Regions from separate parts of the Mus musculus genome. Here region 1 is linked to region 2. A link is a contact called in public Hi-C data. All regions are on one chromosome and are shown on one strand. The core of a region is the stretch at or near the end of the contact, and the rest is flanking DNA. Distances in the headings are between cores, read along the strand shown. Region 1 has its middle 6.3 kb from the start of Gm46151. Region 2 overlaps Ky (kyphoscoliosis peptidase).

Region 1 (4,661 bases), core at 1,472-3,971, 240 kb before region 2:
TGAGTGGCAGACAAAGTGACGAATCAGAGAAAGATTTGACAGAATAGGATGTGCCCAACTCTCAGGAGAAGACAGGAAAGGGGAGCTCCTTAAAAGAGAGCGTCCGAGAGAACGGGAGAAAAGAAGACAGTTTTACTGGGACAGTTGTACAGAGACAGGTTAGAGAAAGAGTGAGAAGGAGCCAGAAGATCAGGACAGATTGCTAGAGTTTGTTTGATGCCAAGCAGAGCAAGTCAGGAGAAACTGAGAGAAGCCAGATTGAATCAGTCAGCTTGGAGAGGCATTTGAGCCAGTACAGCTGAGTTGAACTGGTCTGTATATGAGCTCAGTTACAAGAAGAAAGGGTGAACTTATTCAGCAGCAAGTCTCAGAGGCCAAAAACATTATAGGCCTAGGTAAGAAGATTGTATAGAGGCTAGAAGCTTACAGGAGCAGGCCTAGGTTAGCACACAGAAGCAGTACACCCCCTAGATGGCAATTACCTTAGCTAGCTGAATAAAGGATACATTCACAATGAGTTTCACATGTTCGCCCTAGCTTAGAGTCTGGACTGGTCTGAGTCTTCTTCATCTCCTGCCCTCACCTCCCAGCTTTGGGTCTTTTTATTCTGAAAATGTCTATCAACATTGACACGTTTTACTGGTTTCTTTAAGATTCTAAATTATTATGTTTGGAAAAAAAATCAAAGAAGTATCTGAAAAGCTCATTTTCTAATAATTAAAGTAAATACAGCTCATGGTGACCAAACTCAAGTCACCAGGCTTGGTCACAATTGACTCTCCAGACCCCCACATGTTATCTCTTAGCTTCTGTTACTAGAAAATAAGGGTTGAGGGGCTGGAGAGATGGCTCAGCAGTTTAGAGCACTGGCTGCTCTTCCAGGGGCCCTGAGTTCAATTCTCAGCAACCACATGGTGGCTCACAACGGTCTGTAATGAGATCTCGATGCCCTCTTCTGGTATGCAAGTGTACAAGCAGATAGAGCACCTATATGCATAAAGTAAATGAATAAATCTTTAAAAAGAAAGGAAGAAAGAGGGAAAGAGTTAGCATTCACACCTCTTCCTTATCTCACGGCTGGTCCCTTGGTCCTACTGGGATAGTTTTGTCTCCAAGTTTTGGCTAAACTATTACACTTTTTTCTTTTGGGGGTGGAGTGGGATGGTTCTGTTTCTTAGTGTAGGCCTGGCTATCCTGCAATTCCCTCTGTAGACCAAGCTGGCCTTGAACTCACAGAGATCTGCCTGCCTCTACCTCCAAAGTGCTGGCATTAAAGGCCACCACCACCGCTAAGCCAAATTATCCCCCCCCTTTTTTTTCAACATAAATACATGACATACTTAGTGGAATCACTAGCCCATTATGGTGTCTGTACCTGCACTTGTCCTGGAGTTAATGGTGTTTAATGTCTAGTCTAAAAGAAATTGGAGGGTTGGCAAGATGGTTCAGTGGTTAAGAGCATTGACTGTTCTTCCAAAGGTCCTGAGTTCAAATCCCAGCAACCACATGGTGGCTCACAACTACCCATGATGAGATCTGATGCCCTCTTCTGGCTCGTCTGAAGACAGCTACAGTGTACTTATGTATAATAATAAATAAATCTTAAAAAAATAAGAAGAAAAGAAATTGGAAACACCTTTGAGCTCATAAAAATCCTTTGTCCATGGGTTTACCACAGCCTTTGCGTCTCTCCTCCCTGAAAGGTCGGAGCCAAGAGAGACAGTCCTCATGTCCCTGGGAGGAAAAAGGCAGGGAAAGGGTGAGCCGTTTTCAGTCCTCTAACCCTAAAAGGAAAAGCATTCACAAGCATCCAAGGAGATGGGCTTTGGAGATCAATTGGCTTCAGGGCATTTCTTTGGAAATCATGTTTTCTTTTTTTGGAATGGGTGGTTCTTTGCCTATTCTCTACCCCAGTCCATGCCGGAGCGGAATGGCTACATCAGACCTTTCCAAAAGAAAATGGTCACAGTGTAGCGGGTTTGTCTTCCAAGCTACCAAAAAAACAGAAACCAAGCAGGAGCAATTATGTAGTCCTCTTGTATTTCAGTGCAAGGCTATGTGAGTCCTGATGGTTTCTGCTTTAGTGGAGAGATAAGCAAGCTAAATGTGAGTTTGGGGGGGGGGGCAGGAGGCATAGCTCAATGCCAGAGTGCTCGCCTAACATGTGTGAGGACTTGGGTTCAAGACCCACTATTACAAAAACAAGAAACCAGCTCAGCTAAATGAGAGGGTGAGAGGCAATGGGTGGGGGAGCAAAGAATCCCTAGGGAGGAAGGGGGCATGAGGAGGAGGGGCTTCAAGCTGGCAGGAGCCCCTAGCCTCACCATGGACACCTTCCAGCCTGATTGTGTGAACACTTCCTGGCACAGAGTAGCTGACATTAGTAACCTCAAAAGCTCCGACACCTCTCAAGGCTACGAGGATAGCCACCGGGGAGCACAGCAACAAATGGTTCCCTCATTTTTTAATCTTTCAGGACATTTGAGCCTCTCTGAAAGTGCTTACAGAGTTTGGAAGGACAAGATGTCTCGTGATAGCCTTACTAAGACTTACTTGGCCCCAGACAAACTCAAGACTTACTAATCGGTGCCTGGAGAGCATTTCATAACTTCACCACCAGGGGCCGCTGTTTCCCCATGCTCAGGCCAACAACACAGCCACTATCCCTCCAGGAACGCAGTTTGAGAACTGCCAGTGAGTCCAAAGGAATTCCACAAATTCAGACGCCCTGGTGCCCTCTCCACCTTCCCTTCCCCCAGTCTGGGACCTACCCGACCCAGAATAATGGGAGTGTGGCTTCCCAGATCCAGAAGTAGAAGCACGACTTTTTCTCCTAGGACAGAGTTTCTTTGTGTTGTAGAGACCTACTCAAATGGTTTTGAGGTGTTTTGTTTGTTTGTTTGTTTTTGGTTTTTTTTTAAATACGTGTGTGTGTGTGTGTGTGTGTGTGTGTGTGTGTGTGTTCCCTTCTTGAGAGAGAAATGCGGGCTCTCAGAGATGTGTGTCCTTGGCTAGGAAGATTCCAGCCATGTCAATGATCTCCAAATTGGGGGGTATGCAAAATGATCTGTTAAGGGCAAGAGAAAGAACATTGTATAACATTTACTTACGTATTTACTGTGTTAGTTTTAGAGATAGAAATGTGAGAGGCACACCCCCCACCCCACCCCCCCCACCCCCGTCTCAAAAAACAAAACACCTTTGCTATCCAGACTGGCACTGATGCTTTCTGAGGTCCTGTGTCACAAGGTCAGCAGAGTGCATGCTATATAGTGAGCGTGGAAGGACGGTGGAGTCACCTCCCTGTAACCAGAATTCTATTGCATACACCCTTTCTACTTACTGGAAGGACTGGGTGTCACAAAGTAACTAAAGGAGTCCTCACGGAAGGAAGTGGGGGAGGGGTGTTTAAGCATCTTCAGAAATGAGGGCCCGAATGCAGTGTCGCCAGTACCTGCATTCGAGCTTGGAAAAATGCCTAAGATATCACTCCCGTGCCTGTCCGACCTCTCAGCTACGCAATGACACTGAACCGAGGACAGTGCTGACAAGGTGTACCATCCAAATTCAAGCTTGTCAAACCTTTTGAAACAATAGCAGGTCTCTCATTTCTGATGAGCTTGAGGTAATATCAAAGGTCCCCGAGCCTTGACCTTAACAGCAGCTCGTGACATGTGACATGCGTGCTTGCTCATGTCACAGCGGGGATGCAAGCAAAATCAGGCCAGGGCTGAGGAAGTGTGTGCCACAGCCAAGAAGACGACCTTCCTATCTTATCAACTCTTGGAGTTTGTCTGGGGCCAAGGACCCGGGTAACTGGACTCTGAAGACTGTTCCTGGCAGTCAAGGTACAGACACTCGAACCATGACCCAAGGGGACTTTGGTTCTATGAAGGCTAAAGCCTTTCATATCAGCTGTCTTCTGTGGCTTTGTTCTGCCTCGGGACCGTCTGGCACCTGGTACAGAAAGGAAGAGGCTTGAAGAAAAGGAGTCGACACATGTTCACCCGAGCGTGTTCACCCGAGCATGTTCTTCGGCTTGCTTGGTGGGGCTTTTCCAGCTCTACCCTAGTTTACCGTGCACTTCCTATCCCTGTTCAGTGGGAGGGCCTTCCTCCAAACTACATTCCTCCGTGAAATTCTTTTTTTAGGGACAGCGGATTTAAAAAGTAATCTTGTGGGATTTGTCCAAGTCTTGACAAAGGAGAAGTTCACACTGGGTGGATTTGCTGAGAAGGAATGCAAACTCACCTTTATCATTCCTGTCCAAGCTAGCAGCAGCAGGATTACTTGGGGATGAGTCTCAAAATATGCAGAGTCCTGGACCCTACTCAAGACTGCCTGACTCAGAATCTCTGAGTGGGACCAGGAGGCACATCGACAAACCCAGTCCATCTCCCCCAACTCCAAACATTACAAGATAAATTTTAAAACTTTGCAAAGACAAAGTTCGTCTCAGTGAGTTCATTTGCCTACCACGCAGGAAGCTCCAGGCTGAATCTCCAAGATTAACCGGATGGAATGGTGCGTGCCTGTAATTCCAGCCCTTGGGAGGAAGAAGAATCAGGAGTTAAGGACTCCATCTAAAGTATGTAGAATAACGAAAGACCAGTAAGATGGTTCAGTGATTAATGTCACTTGCCACCAAGCCTAATGACCCG
Region 2 (4,468 bases), core at 1,550-4,049:
TGCCTTCTCCAGAGACCATGAACTTCCTTGGGAAGGATCATGAAAAGCATTTTGTCTGAACACAGCTCAGGTGGGGGTGGATGTTCAGATCTGAGGTTGGTGTGGACAGTAATGACCTAGGCAGGACCCACCTTGGCACACAGAGGCCCAAGAAGTGGCGCTGAGGGAGTGGTGGGCCTGAGCACTCACAGTGGGTGAAGAAGCACATGAGACAAGGCCCCAAAGCCTCCATATGGACCAGATCTTGCCATGGAGGATGGTAGAGGTCACAGGACACCCCTAGGCATCCTCCGCAGGAATTTGATTGCCTTAAGAATAATTTTTCTGACTTGAGGTCTGAGGATGAGGTGGAAGAAAAGAGACTTCCTCGAGACATCTTAGTCTTGTTCAGTTCTGTCTGCAAATCACAGTGGACCAGCCTCTGTCTGGGCTGCTGGTTCCCTGTGGTCTGTCCACCTGCTGAGCCTGTGCATCCCCTCGCCCGCCCGCAGGAAAGTAAAAGGCGTGCGGTGTAGCATGCCCGGGGCTTAGGGAGCAGGCTCTTAACACAGCAGGGCCCTTCAGATGTTGCCTAACTGACAAGCCCAGGCTGGTGCCTGCCATCATCTGTTCACAAAGACACAGCTTCACAGAGCCTCTGGACTGGAAGAAACATCGGAGGTCAGTCTATTCCAGCTCTTGGTTGGGAACTTGCAGCCCGTTCCAATAATTTAAGAGTTTGTCCTTCTACTGCACCTAAGACCTAGAGACAGTTTGTTCCGATTGCTCCATAGTGTGTCATTAGAAACTTCCCTTACCCGTGGATTGCATTCCTCTGTGAACCCCCACCCCAAGGATGAAGTGTAACACATCTCGGGTTTTTGTGTCTGGCAATGAGGGATGCGATAAGCTCAGATTTGGGAACACAAATCTTTTTGCCCTTCACACTACAGCTATGAGAATGGTCTCCATGGTTACAGCAGCTTCTCAGAGGTGTCTAGATTTTCATTTTTTTCTTTTTTCCTCCAGTCCTCTAAATGTCTAATTTACGAGTAATCAGTTTAGGCAACCTGGAAAGTTTCGAGTGTGTGCGTGAATATCAAGAAACGTATAGCATATATTCAGCACCCCAAAAGTAGGTTGACAGGAAAAATTTTGGCACGTTTTTCTTCTCCCACTCTAAAAAGAAATTTGGGCTGACTTTAAAATGTTCAAGTTAAACAAGATTCAATGAAGGAAGCGTGGTCTTCGGATTCTTCAAAGGCACGTGAGCCTCGGAGGGCCGGGGCTGACCTAATTATGTTTTCTTTAATGTGGAATCGCTATTTGCCCAACACCCCATTTGCATCTCCCCATCACGTTCAAATGGCGGGGACATTGATCTTTTCTTTTTTTTAAAAGCATCCTTTGAACATGAAAGTGTTGCCCTCCCCCCTTGGTTGTTTTTTTTTTTTTTTCTCCTTGTAAGAGCAGCGATAAGGATGGATCGATAATTACATTGTTGGATAAAAATGAATATAAATTTTATTGAAAAAGAACCCCAGCAACAATGTGAGGACAGCATCTTTAACAGCCAGTGGCCCACACTACTCAGCACACACGGGGAGAAATAGTCACCTCTGCGGCTTTACTTACTCCAGATGAAAGGAAATGGCAGACCTCAGATAAACGGCCTTTGAAATCCCACAACAGTGAGCTATATGGTCACACCATTAACCTGGTGTTTACTGCCGGCCAACCAGTACTGTTTAAGAGTTACGAGTTAGCGGAGGGAGAACCCAACCGCTTCAGTAAGCACGGCAAAGAAAATGCCGGACCACTGCGGGAACTTTTCTCCTTTTCAAGTCCTTTGAGAATTTCGCCGAGAGTTTATTGGCAACGTGTCCCTCCTGCTTCACAACAGGAAATGGTTCTTTATATCTAGCTCAAATCCTTCATGCTTCAGTTAATCTATTTACGTCTCTTTAATCTCTGTGGGCCGGGAGGAGTCCGTCCTCGTGGGACAATGTAACATATGGAGAACTCAAAATATTCACAATCAGACAGAGAACAGTCCAGCTGAGCTGGTGGCACTTTTGAAGCAAGCTGAAAGAGCTTAATTGCACCCTTTTGCCTCACCACGCCCCATCCTTCTGCACCCTGGCGCCCATCCTGGGGCCTGCCTGGCAAAACGCTGAGTTTGATCAGTTTCAGCCTGTCATTGCCATAGTAATGAGTGTGATCACAGCGACCCCAGACAGGCATTCCTGTGCCCAGGGTTTCTGTCTCAGGAAAAGCTTTCTGGGCAAGATGCTCAATTCTTAATCCCATCCTATCTTCTCACCACGCCAGGCCAGGGAAGTCTCCCCAGGCTCTTCTGACAGTCTGCAAGACAACGCTGACATTGGCATATCAACCACGAGGATAACTATCCACGATGTGGATGCCGTAGACAGCATAACTTGTCCGCAAGGGACGAGAAAGCACCTAGTGATTTTTAACAAACATCATAAAAAGAGCCAGCTTGGGGGTTTGCAGCGGTGGCAACTTCGCACGTGATCCACCAGGGGGCGCTCGTGCCATTTGATCGGCCAATGAGACTCGTGGACCAGCAGACAAAGAGGGGGATTTGAATAAAAAGCCTTCAAAACGCAGCCTCCAAATTTTCAGGCTGAGCAGCATGCGTGTAAAAATTCATGAAGATTGGATTCGGTTTCGTGTATCTTTGCTTCAGTAAAAAGAAACGCAGGCGTTTTTCCGAGTGCACCTACAGTTGCCTTGACAAAGGGACTACCTGGTTATATGAGGAGGGCGGAGCGTGTGGTTGACCCGGGCCGCTGGGAGAGGCTCGGTCTGGGTCTCTGGTGCTGAGGACAGCTCCTGTTTTGTGGGGTAGCATCCTCCACAAGCTCCAGAATAGATTAATTATGCTGTTTTGAAAAAAACATGGGGATCATTTTCTGCAGGGCTAGCAGTGGCTGTCGCGGCTGTGTCTAGCGAGTGGCAGGGACCGCCGAAGCACTTACTATTTCGTTAAAACATAGCACAGTTCTTACTGCTCATAAAATAAAAGGGGTGAGGAAAGGCTGTTTCCAGGCAGTGCAAACTCCACCGTCTTCTTGTAGTGGAGACAACGCCACCTCCCACCCCACCCCACCCCACTTTGGTGCGTTTTCCAGGCGTGAGTGACAAGATGCTGATGGGCTGAGACTGCCAGAGGACCCTGGACATGAGCCAAGGCAGCTCAGCCCCTAGCAGCCATGCTAATCACAAGTGAGGCTACCCAGTCTGGTGGAGGGGGGCTATGTGGTATCAGGTGGGTAGCAGTGGGGACCTGTGGGAAAGGGGCAGAAGGGAATGAAGAGCTGAAGTTCTGGGCTCCTAGGTCTTCAGATAGGTTCCACTTGGCAGACTGCCCACCCAGAGATGCGGGTGCCTATGGCTGAGTCCTTTGTGTTCACCTCTATAGTCCCAGGATCTAGCATGAGGGGTCAGCCACTTATCGAAGGAGTCTGATGGGCTCTTACTGAGGAAAGACTTGACTGTAGAGGCTGTGAGTATCCCAGGCTGGCTCTGGCGGCAGCTGAGCCTGAGGACATTCCTTAGAGAGCAGTGAGGGATTGGGGGGGGGGGTGGTCCTGAGACAGGCACAGTGAGCAGAGTCCTAGAACCCTGAAATTTGGTAGGGACCCTCCTGGAGCACATCTGTGCACTGGGATGCTACTGCAGGAACCTCTTGTCGGGGGGCTCTCCTCAGGCCTTCCCTGTTTGCAGCAGCCTGCTTTTCCCCCCTCAGCTGTTGCCATGGAAACACCAGCCTCAGGTGCTGCTGAGGGCCAGCTAGGCAGCTCAGGCTTTTTAGGACAGGCCGGAGCAAGTAAGAGGCCCTCAACTGTTCCCAATGGAAGGAAGGTTGAACTCAGGGCAGGGGTTGTCATCTCAGAGAAAGACAGGAGGGAAAATGGCTATGATAGGGCTTTCCTCAGAGACAGAGACCAACACTTTCTCTAGGGGGCAGGTGGTGGTCCCCTCAGCTTGGTTTGGCTTGTAAGGAAGGAGCAACATCTTGTTATCAGACACTATCCCTGGTATCTGATAACTGCTGGGGCTAATCTGCTTGCCCAGGGCCCAGGTCATCAGCCAGGCTACCAGTGGGCTATGTAGGCATTTGAGGCTCCTGAGGATGGCTGGTGGGGGGTGGGGTGGGGCAATCTCCAGGCCCTCAGCTAAACTCTGGTAGGCACATAGAATCGGGGTCTTCACCCTTCCATGTGGGTTGCTGGACCTGCAAACCCACTCCATCCCTGGTCCCCAGCCAGGACATCCGAATGTGCACACGGCTGCTTTCCTGCCCTTAGCACATCTCAGAGATGCTAGGCATCAGGAGACAGCAGCCTCCAGTTGGCTGAGGGTCAGCTGGTTTGCTTTCTACACCCACCCCCTTTGCAAGCTCTTGAAGAGCATGAAGTAGCTAATAGGAGCACTAGGAATGTGGAAGATGGGCAGGCCC

Evidence for each region. A called contact is a pair of places that touch in the nucleus more often than the background predicts.
Region 1: a Hi-C map of Sertoli cells shows a contact between it and region 2, with 9 times the contacts expected there. The contact joins two enhancer-like sites. A contact is called at or near these places in 1 of 15 datasets of contacts at CTCF or cohesin (embryonic stem cells) and 8 of 484 Hi-C or Micro-C datasets (the HL-1 cell line, LSK cells, Sertoli cells and 3 more).

Annotation. Positions count from the first base shown.
Region 1 is chr9:102,782,536-102,787,196 of GRCm38.p6, reverse strand. No RefSeq gene overlaps it. Among named protein-coding and RNA genes, the nearest start is that of Gm46151, 6.3 kb to the right of the region's middle. Within about 2 kb of position 2,721, at least 90 of the 459 cell types and tissues checked have an H3K27ac peak or open chromatin away from gene starts, as enhancers often do. A contact at or near this core is called in Sertoli cells, where this site is marked.
Region 2 is chr9:102,543,257-102,547,724 of GRCm38.p6, reverse strand. It overlaps Ky (kyphoscoliosis peptidase), which reads right to left. Exons shown (of 11, transcript NM_024291.3): 11 at 1,486-4,468. Among named protein-coding and RNA genes, the nearest start is that of Gm29387, 14 kb to the left of the region's middle. Within about 2 kb of position 2,799, at least 90 of the 459 cell types and tissues checked have an H3K27ac peak or open chromatin away from gene starts, as enhancers often do. A contact at or near this core is called in Sertoli cells, where this site is marked.